Regions from separate parts of the Mus musculus genome. Here region 1 is linked to region 2. Evidence: chromatin contacts called from public Hi-C data. All regions are on one chromosome and are shown on one strand. Each heading gives the region's core, a stretch centred on a gene start, on an enhancer-like site or on the middle of the called end of the contact. The rest is flanking DNA. Distances are from core to core; before and after follow the strand shown.

The links. Hi-C and Micro-C count contacts between places; a contact is called where the count stands out from the background.
Region 1: a contact with region 2 is called in a Hi-C map of liver, with 2.8 times the contacts expected there. The contact joins two enhancer-like sites. A contact is called at or near these places in 10 of 484 Hi-C or Micro-C datasets (the HL-1 cell line, Sertoli cells, Th1 cells and 6 more), 1 of 115 datasets of contacts at active chromatin or transcription factors (bone marrow-derived macrophages) and 2 of 9 other capture datasets (adipose tissue and embryonic stem cells).

Annotation. Positions count from the first base shown.
Region 1 is chr3:65,932,370-65,937,271 of GRCm38.p6, reverse strand. No RefSeq gene overlaps it. Among named protein-coding and RNA genes, the nearest start is that of Gm35039, 6.5 kb to the right of the region's middle. Within about 2 kb of position 1,916, at least 7 of the 459 cell types and tissues checked have an H3K27ac peak or open chromatin away from gene starts, as enhancers often do. A contact at or near this core is called in liver, where this site is marked.
Region 2 is chr3:65,792,303-65,796,805 of GRCm38.p6, reverse strand. All of the region lies in intron 9 of Lekr1 (leucine, glutamate and lysine rich 1), which reads right to left. Among named protein-coding and RNA genes, the nearest start is that of Gm25755, 23 kb to the right of the region's middle. Within about 2 kb of position 1,880, at least 13 of the 459 cell types and tissues checked have an H3K27ac peak or open chromatin away from gene starts, as enhancers often do. A contact at or near this core is called in liver, where this site is marked.

The sequences.
Region 1 (4,902 bases), core at 667-3,166, 140 kb before region 2:
GCACACAGGAGCAGGTGCTCTGTCCTGTCATCACTTCCTGAAGTCACAGCCTCATTTCCAGCAACGAGAAAAGAGCTGCCCGGACATCATGTGCTAAGCAGAGCGCCAGCGCTTCCTTCTTAAACACTAGCAGGTGCTATTATTCCTTGAGTATTGAAAACTCATTGCTATCATGTCGGCAAGCATCATTTCTTATGTTTGACTTGATTGTCCAATTAATCTCCAACCAGAGATGAACTCTTCATTCCTCTTTGTGTCCCTTCCCTTAACTAGAGTCTCTAAACAGCAAGTACTCAACGACAGCCTGTGGATGAGAGAGATTAACAGAAGTCAGTTCCCAGGCATTAGCGTGGTATGTACATGTTAGACAGTGGCCCTAACATGAATGGAAATATAGAGGTGAAGGAAACCTCACCAGAGAGCTTCTGCTGCCACAAGAACTTTCTTGAAAAGCCTGACAGCCGTCTTACTCCTGGGGAAAAACCTCCTTTGTTAAGGCAATCGAATCAAGTGTCCCAAACGGAAGATTAAAGTCAAGCGCACAGCCAGAAGCCTTTTCACACCGAAGAACACATCACATGACATTTAGTGCCAGGCCCCCTCGGATCGTGTAGGACCCCAGAAGCTGTTCCTTGAGACCAGGCCCGAAATCCTGTTCAAACTAGTGTGAGAGCCCAGAGTGGGGGAGACAGCCTGACCCTGAAGCTCTTTTACCACCGGGTGTCAGCGCAGTTTGAGCACTGACACTTGCCAAGGTTGGATTCCCCTGGTGACGGATGGCAATGCTCCAGTGGCCCCTGGCGACACATGGCAATGCTCCAGTGGCTGTAGACTTGTTCTCTGGTGGAGAAAGGAGAGAAGATGTTGAATTCACCGTTTGCCAAAAGTCGTGAGTTCCACCTATGCAAGTATTTTTAGTGCAATGAAGAAAGAGATTTGAGAGTTTTAGGAAAACATCCCTGAAGATCATGATAACAGAAGGTATATTATGCATCAGCAAAAGTGATACTTTCTTTTTTTTTAAGATTTATTTATTTTCTGTATATGAGTACACCATTGCTGTCTTCAGACACAGCAGGAGAGGGCATCAGATCCCATTACAGATGGTTGTGAGCCACCATGTGGTTGCTGGGATTTGAACTCAGGACCTTCGGAAGAGCAGTCAGTGCTCTTAACCACTGAGCCATCTCTCCAGCCCCCAAAAGTGATACTCTTTAATTTGCAAAAAACAAATTGAAGGTGTGTTTCCAGGAAAAAAAAATTGGAAATTAAGAAAACAAAAACAACAACAACCCCCCTAAAACAGTTTTTAGTAAATTATCCTTCCTCCAAACAGAAAAGGTTCTGGCTCGGAACTGGCAAGCAACCGATCCATGTGAGCACCCCATAAACATTCAAGGGTGAAGGAAATGTCCTCAGAGCATAGGAACCATTTTTGCCTCTGCAAGAACCCCTTTGAAATGCCAGTGACTGAAATGGGGTCTTTCTGACAATTCTCTGCAAATCTTGGAACAAGAAAGGCCAGTGAAGCTGGTTCTCGGACGAAACAGAAGGACTTAAGTAATCACTCCTGGGGTCTCTGGTTGGGACTGTACATTCAAAGCAGAGCCAACTGAAGTGGCTGTGTGTGTGTGTGTGTGTGTGTGTGTGTGTGTGTGTGTGTGTGTGTGTGTGTGTGTGTATGTGTGTGTATGTGTGTGTGTGTGAGGTTTAAACAACCGGTTACTCAAACTTCCAGCAAGTAAGATTCAGGAACTCTACTTCGTGGAAGAAAGCTCACCTTTGCTTCACTTTGTGTTGTTGCCAGGGCTCTGCTATAAACAGAAATGGTTAAAGTTGGAGTGGGTATAGACTTCAGCCATGCCAGTGCAGACTTTGTCAGTCCAGCTGAGAAATCAGAAGGGACAGTGGTGAGACCAGTGCTTGGGATGTTGCCAGGTTAAGCTCTGCTTGTTTTGGCCTGTCTACCCTCAGCCTTGGTCCATGTGATCTAGATAAGCAGACATGTACCTCAGGCACCATGGCCGTATTACCTGGGTTGGTAATGTCCAATCATGGTTGAGTTATACCAGGATGGTTTGGAGACCTTCCACCAGGAGACCTGCGCTGTGTCTGACTTTCCTGAAACTTTTTTTTCTAGGTTCCAAGAAATACTTTTCAGTTGGTGGTTGTTGACCTGGACTGGGCAGTGGGACAGTCATTGCTTGGATATGGACCTAAGCTATCTTAGGACTAGAGCAATCCTATTTCTCTACATCAACCCACAATGGGCCTCCTGCTCCTCTGCACTGATCCTACACACACACACACACACACACACACACACACACAAATAGACACAGAGAGACAGACACACACAGAGAGACAGACATTTACATACACAAAGAGACAGACACATACATACAGAGAGACAGACATGCACACACACATACAGACACACAGTAACAGACATATAAACACAGACACATACACATACACACAAATACACATAGACACACACACAGAGACACAGAGAGACAAACAGAAAGAGAGACACCCCTACACACACATTTAGTGACAGACACACACATGGACAGACAGACAGACACACACACACACACAGAGAGAGAGAGAGAGAGAGAGAGAGAGAGAGAGAGAGAGAGAAACATGCACAGAGACTCAGACAGACACACAGGCAGACACACACAGTGACAAACACAAACACACACAGATACACACAGACTCACAGAGAAAAACACACACAGACACAGAGAGACAAACACACAGAGACACCCCTACACACACACACACACACACACACACACACACACACACTCAGTGACAGACACATACACAGAGGACACACAGACAGACACACACAGAGAAGAGAGAGACAGAGACAGACAGACACAGAAAAACAAAGAGTGACAGACAGTAACACACAGAGGTAGAACTACTCTGACAGGCTATTCCTGTCTTAGATGGGCTACCAGGCTTTCAGGCTACCTTCATATAGAAAGACCATTCATTGGTATAAGTCCTCTGACCACACGTGCAAAGTAGACCTTTGTGGAGACAGACAAGGGCTAGTTGACTTCTCAAAAGAGAAAGGGCTAGTGTTGGACATGAGTCCTTGCTTTGTACCAGAAGTTCTGAACATTAGATCAAAGTTAATCCCACTCTTAGACCTAGAAGGAAGTTCTTAAGTGCCAGAATTATGTTGATGTCAAGAACAGGGCACTGCTGAGACAAGATGAGGTGGTGTCAAGGTGTGACTTTCTTCAATTGTCTTGAATTAGGGATCACCAGACATCAGTCATCTCTGTTATTCCAACCTCAGCTGGACCCAAGCCATGTCTTGGCAATGCTTCGCTGGCAGGGTTGGCACCGCATTGCTCTGGCTCCCAAGGTCAGGCCCTGGGTCTGTCTCCACGAAAGGTTGGTGATAACATTACTAAGATAGTTGATAAGTGGAATGACCTGAGAATTACAGTGCAGCTGATCATTCAGGTCTGACCCAGAGTGAGGATCGTCAGGACAGACAGACCCTGACTCAATGGTATCTTTTGCCTCCTTTCTCATCTCAATGACCCCAAGGAACCACCAGGAGACAGAAACAAACAGAAAATGACTAAACCCAGTGGAAATGCCGCTTTTGAAGAGATTGTTGGACATGTGCGGCACTGATTGGTCCTTAGCTAGAGAACTTGCTTGAACTATTTAAGAAATCCTTGGTCCAGCACAGTCCTTATGCTATAGTGTCAGCAGTGGCTGCCACCCTCATAACATTATAGATGACATTAACAGCAGAACAACCAGCTAGTTCACAAAATACAAAAGACATTATTTCAGTAAAAGATCATCTAACAGCCAGAAAGGGGGAGGAGGAGAAAAAGGAGGAGAGAACACTTCTACTAGATTTCTGTGTTAAGTGGAACTACTACTGTAACTGGGTGTGACCACTGCCAACATGGAAACTGGGCTACTGCAAACATTATGTGAGATCAGACATCTGAAAGTGTGTAGCCGAGTACTACATAGAGATACATTGTAAAAGTTTGTAGACTAGTACTACATAGTTACATTATAAAAGTGCAGAGATTAGTACTACATAGTTACATTATAAAAGTGCATAGACTAGTATTACATGGTTACATTATAAAAGTGCATAGACTAGTACTACATAGTTACATTATAAAAGTGCATAGACTAGTATTACATGGTTACATTATAAAAGTGCATAGACTAGTACTACATAGTTACATTATAAAAGTGCATGGACTAGTACTAAATAGTTACATTATAAAAGTGCAGAGACTAGTACTACATAGTTACATTATAAAAGTGCAGAGACTAGTACTACATAGAGTTACATTATTTCCTCACTGGCTAGTCTATGAGTGGCTTAGCTAAGACCCTGTGTACAGACAAACTTTTGCTTCAGAGCAAGGGCTCCCCCTGCCCCCACTGTCTCTTTAAGCCATGTGAAGAGCCATCACCTCCTAGGAATGGTTATGTTTTACTCATGGTCAGGGCCTTAAAAGCCATGTGTTTGTTTTTGTCTTTCGAGACAGGATTGCTCTGCATAACATGACCTGGCTGTCCTGGACTCATCCTCTCGACTTCTCCTCATTTGCCATCCCTGTCCTACAATATATGTACCTTCCCCCTACCCTTAAGATATAGCACAAGTAGGCTTTTTTTTTTTTTTGCCTCATTTTTAAATACTTTATGTGTATGGGTGTTTTGCCAGTATGTATGTCCGTGCACAACATGCATTGCAATTCCTGAGGAGGCCAGGAAAGGGCTCCAGATACTATGGAAGTAGAGATAGTGAAGGCTGTGTGTCACCATGTAGGTGCTGGGAATCAAACCTGGTCCTCCGGAAGAGCTCTGTCTTCATGAAGAGACGCTAGTGCTCTT
Region 2 (4,503 bases), core at 631-3,130:
CGGCCACAGCTGCATGGAACTATGACGATTTCCTCCCTTTGTAGCTTTCACTTCATGGTACTTGTGAAAGTTAGTCCTCAGGGGGCGTTTAAGTCGGCTCTGGCTCACTCCTCCTCACAGTTCTATGTCCACAGTGCACAGTGTCTTTAGTAAATTTCTGGGGAAGCAACCAAGCACAACAGCAATAGCTTATATTGTTTTAGAGACCCTCTTAGATTCTCCTGGCCAATGAAAGGAGGTTTCTCACATCAGGTACTGGGCTGGGGGAGGTTATTAGATTAGACAATCTATGGCTCTTTGGAGGAGTCTTATCATCGCAAGGGGGTGTAACTTTACTTAGCTACATATATACGTATTCACATATATGTATTGTATGTGAGTTTAGGTAAATATAAAACGATGATTCTCTATATGTTTTTCAAGCATCCTAAGCATTATTTATTCCCCTTCCTCTCTACTTCCACTCTCTTAAACCAATATAATTCCTAGCTTCACTCTAAATATTTATCCTTACACCCACAGATAATGTAACTCATACCCCTCAAAAAAGCTTCTCTTGGAAGCAGAAGGAGATCATTACAAAAAACCATAACTAGCCAAAAATACAGACAACAACTGAGTGTGGGTTACCCAGCCACAACTGATACATCCACAACACAACTCCTGTACCGAAGGTACAGATTGTAAGACTGTAAGAGGCAGAGAGCCAGCAAGTCTGCTGTGAGATTGTGCCTTCTAGTTATAGGGAAGCCACACCCGTAAATCTAAACATGGCTGCCTAAATAGAACCTGAACAATTCCAACATTGGTTGACAACCCAGTGTAGATGGGATGTGGGAAGGGCAGGAATCTCATAAAGCCTCACTCCTATATAAAGAGATACAAGCATTTAATAACTGATGAGAGAGGGAGAATTAGTTTCCCTAGGGATAAGTCCCCTAAATCATTATCCACTACCAAGTGCTTACCCTAGAAACATGCATATAGGCAAAGCTGAACAGATTCAGCAAGCAAGATGTATTTATATATTTGTTTTACGCACGCACGCGCACACACACACATACACACACACACGCACACACACACACACACACACACACTCACACACACACACACACACGCACGCACACACACACACACTCACACACACACTCACACACACACACATACACACACACACACACACACACACACACGCACACACTGGTTAAAGAGGAGAAGGCCATGAATTTCAGAGGGAGAGGAGACATAGGATAGGAAGGAGGAAAGGGGGAATGATGTAATTCTAGTTTAAGGTTCTGCAGACTTCAGCAGTTCTCCACAGACTATTTCCTTATATTTTCCCTGTCCTTTCTAATGCCCAAAGCCCATTTTTATGCTTTTAAGTCACCATTCTGAAATGTACAAGAACTTAATTTGTGTTTTTAAAGTGAAATGAGATAGATATGGTGGTTTGAATAAAATGACCCTCATTGGTCCATAGGGAGTGGCACTTAATAGGAGGCATGGCCTTGTCAGAGTGGGTGTAGCCTTGCTGGAGGAAGTATGTCACTGTGGGGCCGGGCTTTGAGGTCTCCTATGCTAAAGTGTGGCACACAGTTTCCTTCCACCTGTGGATCAAGATGTAAAACTCTCAGCTCCTCCCGCAGCACCATGCCTGCTTGCACTCTTTCATGTTTCCTCCATAACAATAATGGACCCCTGAAACTGTAAACCAGCTCAAATGAAATGTTTTCCTTTATTAGAGTTGCTGTGGTCATGGTGCTTCTTCACAGCCATAGAAACCTCACTACGACAAGTTGGCACCAGGAGTGAGGTATTGCTGTGGTAGGCCCAGCCATGCTTTTGTTTGGAGGAATGTGGACTCTGGAACTTTGGACTTTTAGAAATGTAGTTGAACACTAAGTGGGGGTTAAAGGGCGAGCACAGTAGGAACATGGAAGACAGTGGTGCTGAGGGTGAGCTGAACTGCAGGGTCCAGGCTTGAGGTTTCAGAGGAGAAGAAGATTTCTATGTGTTCTATGTGTTCTAAAGACTATTCTTATAATATTTTGGCTAACAATTGTGGCTGCTTTTTGCTTGTTTGAAAAATCTGCCTGAGGCTAAAGTGAAGAGTTTTGTATTAATTCTGTTGGCAGAGGAAATCTCAAAACAACCTAGTATTGATTCTGTTGTGTGCTTTTTAGTGTTCACTCTTATGAATATCTGTAACGAAAAGGAGCATGCTGAACAACGAAAAATACAAAACAGAGAAAAAAGGCACCATAGAAGTAGAATGAAGCTAAATCCTGTGTTCAAGGAGATAAACAGATTAAAGCCTGGCATTAAAGGGAATAAAGGGAGTAGTGACCTTAGGGCAAGATCCTACCCAGTGAGGCTTCCAACTTATGAAAAAGAATTAAAGAATAGGGTGGTGGTATATGCCTTTAGTTCCAATACTCTGGAGACAGAGGCAAGCAGATCTCTGAGTTCAAAGCCAGCTTGTACTACAATAGCCAAGCTTAGGCAGTGGAGTTAACCACTGAAAACAAAACCCAGTGAAGATATAAGCTTTTGAATGAAGAGCTATGTTCCAGCCTCAGTGAACAGCAGAACTTGGCAGCTTAGGCCATGTGGTTCTAGTTTTAGAGTCAAGGACAGAAGGAAGGTGTTATAGAAGTTCCCTCCTCGACTAAGAGAAGCTGCCGAATCCAGGCATGTGTCAGGTGTGCCCCTGCATGGAGGCCTAGAGTGGCCATGGTGTGTAGCTGGGAAGGTGAAGCCTGAAATGCCTTGGAGACCCAATGATGTAAGAGATTCTAGAGACGTGCTACCTGCTGAGGAGAGCTGCTAACAGGGAGTGGAACCAGCCAAAGAGAAAGAAGTGTGTTGCAGTCAACGAGATGAAAGAAGGTGGAGATCTGAAGAGCATGTTGACATCAGATATGGAGATGCGGAGTTTGGAGTTTGCTCAGCTGGTTTTCAGTTTTGTTTTGGTCTAGTATTTCCTCAGTACGCTCCCTTTTGGAAACTGTAGTGTATATCCTGTGCCACTGTATGTTAGAAGTACGTGGTCTGTTTTTCATTTTGACTTTTACAGGGGTTACAGTTAAGAGACTGCATGAGTCTCAGAAGAGACTTTGAACTTCAGACTTTTAAACAGTGCTGATGCTATGATAGACTATGGGGACTTTTGAAGTTGGACTAAATGCATTTCACATTATGACATGGCTACAAGCCTATGGGTACTGGGGAATGGAATGTGGTAGCTGGAGTAAAAACAGCCCACACTCACAGATCCACAGTGAGTGACACTATTAGGAGGTGTGGAGGAAGTGCATCACTAGGGGGTGTGTTTTAAGGCCTCAGAAGCCCAAACCCAGGCTCGGTGGCTGTCACTTCTGCTGCCTGTTGATCCAGATGTAGAACTCTAGCTCCTTCTCCAGTACCATGTCTGCCTGCATGCTGCCATGCTTTCTGCCATGACAAGGATAGACTAAACCCCTGAACTGTAAGCCAGCCTCAATTAAATGTTTTCCTTTATAAGAGTTGCCATGGACATGTGTCTCTTCACAGTGCCATAACACTAACTAAGACAGTAGGTCAACTAAGCATGTGCTAGCGTCTTGGAGCCTCAATTCCAACCTCATCTCAGCCCTTGCCAGCTCCCTACATTATCCGTTTTCACCCACTGCTGCCACGGTCTGCTTCAGGTGGAGCAGGCCTCATACTAGGGAACCAAGCCAGTCAAGAGTCTATTCTTATACTCTGGTAGTGCCATGTCTGAGGGAGTGTGACATTAAATAAAAACAAAATCTACCCTAACAATTTGAGGGGAAGACTGTCACAGGAAAAAACTTTCAGTTTAAACAAAAGGGCCTACATTTTTATTTTGCACTTTGCCCTGAAAGTTATGTAGTAGGCTGGCATGTAGTATGTGCAAGTTAATATTATCTGTATAAAGTAACTTTGATTATATGTAATTAGAGAGGCTAACAAAAAAATCTCTAGCAAACTGGGGAAAATGTAGGCTGTGTCAAGAAGATATCAGAGCTCAAGTGTGCCTTGCTCTTTGCATTGTTTGAACTGAATTCAAGATATTAATTTTTGTCCTCATTAAATATGCATCATAGAATTTTAATAGTAACAACTAAAATAATAGAGATGAAATATTTTGCTAGTGAAAAAAATTACTGAGAAAATACACAAAACTCCGACAATCCTCCTTAAGAAGCCTATACTGAACAGAAAAAGATGGGGACTAGAAAGATTAAAATAACAATGCCCGCAATGGTAGAAGGAGAGAGGACGCAATACAAACTAAATAAGCAACTGCACTTCTGTGTTCTTCACACAAAATGCCCTAAAACAAGGGCAGGTAGATGGAGATGGGATGTGTGGGGACACTTTACAGCTGCATATTAAAGGGAAGAATGTGAGCAGTGCTACCAGGCAAACAGACTTTTAGAGCAAAGCCTTTCTCTGGGGGCTAAAATGATAATCGGCTTATTTTACTATGAATAT